Linked DNA regions of Sus scrofa: region 1 is linked to region 2. A link is a contact called in public targeted proximity ligation data. All regions are on one chromosome and are shown on one strand. The core of a region is the stretch at or near the end of the contact, and the rest is flanking DNA. Distances in the headings are between cores, read along the strand shown. Region 1 has its middle 130 kb from the start of PHLDA1. Region 2 has its middle 130 kb from the start of KRR1.

Evidence for each region.
Region 1: a targeted proximity ligation map of alveolar macrophages shows a contact between it and region 2. A contact is called at or near these places in 1 of 47 Hi-C or Micro-C datasets (embryonic fibroblasts) and 1 of 2 datasets of targeted methods (alveolar macrophages).

The regions. Positions count from the first base shown.
Region 1 is chr5:39,187,194-39,189,893 of Sscrofa11.1, reverse strand. No RefSeq gene overlaps it. Among named protein-coding and RNA genes, the nearest start is that of PHLDA1, 130 kb to the left of the region's middle.
Region 2 is chr5:38,952,506-38,955,205 of Sscrofa11.1, reverse strand. No RefSeq gene overlaps it. Among named protein-coding and RNA genes, the nearest start is that of KRR1, 130 kb to the right of the region's middle.

The sequences.
Region 1 (2,700 bases), core at 119-2,618, 230 kb before region 2:
TCATTTTTGCTCTTTTGCTACTTAAATGATCTTAGGCAAGTTACTCAAACACATCACGTTACATACAGCTAGGGTAGTATATGCATTACAGGAGGTGTAATGAGAATTTAATGATTTAAAATATGAGTCCTCTGTGATTGAAAATGTATAAGTCCCATGAGGCTCAAAAATCCTAGCTTTTTAAAAAGGTAATTAAAGTGAAAATGTGACCATGTGGCACTTAATTTAACATCCTTTTTGTGGAGCCAGAACTCAAGGGAAAAATCTGTGATTTGACTGCTCAGAGCACCCCATGAAATTGTGCTTTTATTGCAGCTATCTAATTTTCTAGCATGGAACAGAAACCATAGGGTTATTTATTGTAAAACACCTCCTTTTGTTTCCTATTTCTTTTCCTTCCTAGATAGCTTTGTTTTCCCATTTTGAGATAGTTTAATGGTAAGAAAAAAACCTACATTTTTTTCAAGCAGAAGTCCAGTATTTAAGTGCTAGAAACTTTTATGCCATAAAACATTGCCTGTTTTAATAATTCATCTTGTCTTTCTTCTCCTCCTCAAATCTTATTGAATGGCAGGATTGTGCACTATGATCTACTGGATCTTAAAAATATAAAGAACTTTTATTGGTATGGAATTTGACAATATATAAAAACGTACTTATCCAATTAAACTTTTGAATCATAAATTTAAAAGTAAGTTTAATAACTTAGATGTAAGAGATGTTTTTGAAAGATGTATACTGAATTCATTCAGTATTTGCTAAGATTTGATAGTGGTTCAAATTTTCCCACCTTAGAAAATATAGAATAAATCAAATTAAATCTTTAAGAATGGTACCCTGATTTTGGCAAAGCATAGTCTGTTTAACACACATATAACATGTTTAAAAAAAAAGTCCTTCTTGAGAGTTCCTGTTGTGGTGCAGTGGAAATGAATCTGACTAGCTTCCATGAGGATGAAGTTTCGATCCCTAGCCTAGTTCAGTGGGTTAAGGATCCAGTGATGCTGTGAGCTGTGGCGTAAGTTGCAGATTCAGTTCAGATCTGGTGTTGCTGTGGTGTGGGCTGGCAGCTGCAGCTCCAATTCAACCCCTGGGAACTTCCATATGTCCTAGGTACAGCCCTAAAAAGCGAAAAAAAAAAAATCCTTCTTAGCATCTAGGAGTTTATTTTTCATTTGTAAGTGGTTAGATTCTGAAGATTTCATCTTTTTTTCTTTCAACCGGAAGGTGACTATACCTTCTTAGCATCTTTAGTTACTTAATGAGGAAGATGGTGCTTCATTTTTCTATCGAGGAAGTAGAGCATCTGAAATTCTGAGCTTGGTGTTCACTGAGTTGTTGCTTCCTGAATTTGGAGATGAGTGAGTGTGAGGTTAAGTCAGAGTTTACTTTTTAAAAAATTCTGTCTTCTGGGAGTTCCTGTTGTGGCTCAGTGGAAACAAACCTGACTGGTATCCATGAGAATGTGGGTTTGATCCCTGGCTTCACTCAGTGGGTAAAGGATCTGGTGTTGCGTTGCTGTGAGCTGTGGTGTAGGTCACAGACAAGGCTCAGATTCTAAGTTGCTGTGGCTGTGGTGCAGGCCAGCAACTGCAGCTCTGGTTCAACCCCTAGCCTGGGAACTTCCGCATGCTGTGGGTGTGGCCCTTAAAAAAAAAAAAAATCTATCCTCTCATTTGCATAATGAGGTTCCCACAGCATATGGAAGTTCCCAGGTTAGGGGTCGAATCAGATCCACAGCTACCGGCCTGCACCACAGCCACAGCCACTTGGGATCTGAGCTGTGTCTGTGACCTACACCACAGCTCACAAAAACGCCAGGTCCTTAACTCACTGAGTGAGGCCAGGGATCCTAGTCTGGTTCATTAACCGCTGAGCCACGAAGGGAACTTCTCATCAGGCATCTTATCACAAAAACCTGCTGGTTGGCCTGGGAGAGAAGAGAAAGAGGATGGTGACTGAAATTTGTGCAGCAGGAAAGTGGGGTTAAGACTCAAACAATGAGCTCCCTTAGCTTCTTGGCAAGTTTCCTTTAAAGGCAAGGAATTCAGCCAGAGAAATCTGAGAAACCTGGACTGCCTTCTAGGATAATGGTTTACCATCTTTGAGAGTAACTCTCCACATTGTGGCAACCCAGAAGATGTTGGTCCCATTTTTTTTTTTTTTGCAATAGAGGGAGAAAAACCAGGAGAGAGAGGCTACCCTTTTGAAAGCCTTAAAAGAATCATACTCTTGATGGTAGAGGGGTCTCTTCCACCCTAGGGATGTTCATTTGTTTATTCATTCATTCATTCATTCATTCACACATGAAGCTATATGGCAGTACTGAGATGCTAGAAAGCTTAGCAGAACAGAACTTCAGCCCTCATAGAGCTTGCATTCTGATATGGGAGGTAGAAAATCAATGTGTATCACATGGAAGAAGGATTACAGATCAAGAGGGAGCACAAGGAAGGGCTAGGAAGCGTGGTAGTGGGCAGTGGGTGGAATTGTGTAATCTTGGAGCTCAAGGCAGACATCTCTATAAGGTGACTTGAAGCAGTGTGGGAATGAGCTACACAGACACATAGGGAAGGGCATTGCGGGGAGTGAGACCAGGTATGCACTTGATGTATGCAAGGGGCCATAAGCAATCCAGGTCTGCTGAATCATAATGTCTGTGGGTGGTGATGGTGTAGGAGATGATAAAAGATAGGTGGA
Region 2 (2,700 bases), core at 201-2,700:
AAGGAAACCAGTTTTAGTATGTTAAGTAATATGTCCAAGGTCACACAAATAGAAAGTACAGAGCTAAGATTAAAATATGCTCTGTGTTCTGAACAACTTTATAATGCTCCAGAATTTTCCAACCTTGTAAAATTTAGGACCTAGATTTTAAGCTTTTGTGAGAACGTCTTAAGACTTCATTATCTTGTTTGCTGATTTCATGTTTATGAAAAGTGTGACAGAGCTCAGTTCTCCCAGGACAGGCTTAAAAACACTAATTCATTCATTTGTCAAATACTTATTGAGTGTCTACTTCCCACCAAGCCCTGTTTCAGAAGGTGACAATCTAGAGCTAAACAAGGTAGACAAAGATCCTATATTCACAAGGCTGACATTCCTTTGGGGGAGACAGACATTCTATAAGTAAACAAAGATGGTGTTGGGTGGTATAAAGAAAAGACAGAGTAATGTGCTAGAGAGTAATTGCATTGGGGTCTGAGGGAAAGACAAGATGAGACTTGGCTATCAGAGGAGGCTTTTTGGTGACAAGCAGCCTTAGACCTGAATGATGAGAAGGAACCAGACAAATAAGGACCTGAGGATCTGCAGGAAGAACATTCAGGCTTAAGAAATGGCAAGGGCAAAGGTCCTGGAAACAGAAGAAGCTTAGTGAGTTCCTGAAACACAAAATGACCTATGTGGCTAAAAGCAGTGTGAACGATGGAAGAGTGGAAGGGGATAACTATAACTTCAGACACACAGGCAAGGCTAGATCACATAGGGTCTTTAGGCCTGCAAAGGATTTGGGGTTGTTGGTTCTTTTTTTCCCCCAAGTGTAATGGGAACCCCATGTTGAGTTTTATGAAAAGCAGCCTCATCTAATTAATCTTTTAAAAGGATGACATCACTGCTGTGTAAAGAACAGATTTTAGGAGGCAAAAATGAAAGCAAAGCAATGAGTTAGAAAGCCGGCGATTCCACTGTCCTGGTAAGAAACACTTGTGGTTCAGATCAGGTGGTAGCTGGCCCAAAGGTGACTTAGATCACTGGAGGGAAATGGATGAGTTCAGGAAAATGGAAGAGGAGTGGACAAAAATTTCTGGTAAATCAAGTGTGGTAAGAGATAGAAATTGGTTTAACTCTTGGATTTGGGGGCTGATGGGAATGTTGTACATACTTGTTACATATACAGGTATATACAGGTATGTACATAGACCTCTATACACATTATACAGGCCGTTTACATATATTAACTAATTACTAATTACAAATATTAATTGCCAGAGTCCTATGAGGTAGCAGGTATTTCCTGAAACTATTTCTGACAAAGAACCTGAGATTTAGAGAGGTTAAACAACTTGATTCTGGTCATGTAGGTAGTAAATTGGGAAGCCAAGATTTGCACCCAGGTGTGCCAGGCATCAAAAGCAGTGCGCTTTCTCCTATGCGACAGCGCCACCCCCGGAGCGCTGATGGAGACTGCAGCTTGCCTGCGCGGTGAGAGAGAAAGAATTCCGCAGCTGAACACGGAGTCACATGTGAGGACATGTTCTGTTATCAAAGGACACATGTTGCCAGGCCTCCCTTTGGTTCCTTGAAGGGCTATTTTCCATTTTTGGAATCTTCTGTCTTGGAGATGTGAGCACGTGGGGTGGAGTCAGAAGTACATGAAATGATTAAGCAGATGGAGAAAATGACTTCCGAGAAATGACGAAAAGATTGCAGCTCTGCTCAGTGATGACTAAAGAGCCCATCAGTCTGTAAATATTTCATTGGTGGAAACTCAGGAAGAGAGGATTTTTCTTTTTTTCCAGAAAGTAGAGCAGAATTGTATGAAGGGACAGGAAAAGTGTAGAATCCCTAAATCTGATCTTAACTTTATGACGTTAGTAGCTTATAATGACTCTGTGTCTAAACATTCTCATCTTAAAGGAATGAGCTAAGATTGAGGTCATTTCTCCAGAAAGGCATCAAAATCCACAGAAAATACTTCTTCCTTTTATTGATTGATTGATAAATATTTATTAGCCCTCTACTTTACAAGAAGAGGATTTGGGGTATAGTATAGGTGTCCATTTCACATATTTTAAATTTACAGTGAAACTTTTTTTTTTTAATGAGACAGCTATTATGACAATTCCTCCACAGTAATCGTCTGTCTGCCATCAGAATTTATTCCTACACTGAAGCATATTAACTATCGTCATGTGCCAGAGTCTTAAAGGAGTCAGCAGAGGAAGGGTAATGCTGGTACCAAGGATCTCTATTGTCTGAATCATGCTACGCTCTAAAGAATGGGGAGGCTTAAGTTTCAAACACAGGCTGGAGATTTCCTTGCATTTGCCACAATGTACGTTTGTCTGCACATTTGTTAGTGAAATGAGAGAACACGGCTGCTTGATAACAGAAACAACTGTCCAATACACTGCATACATTATCTCCCCAAGTACAGTATGAAAATTATATCCATCAGGCTGCGAAGTCAGAGAACCTCAGTTTATCAGCTACTTCTGGGCTATATGCAAAAGCTAAAGCCACTGAGGGAAAGGCTTCTTGAAAAACACAACTGTCCTTTTCAGATATTTTTGAAATCTCATATTCTTTTTCTGATGTTTTTGGCCCTCTGCTCTTGCATGGTTGGGAGGCCATCCTGAGGCCCGAAGGTTAAAGAGGAATCCAAGTGGATGTGCCGTCTTAATGGACTTTGAATGTGCTCCAGAA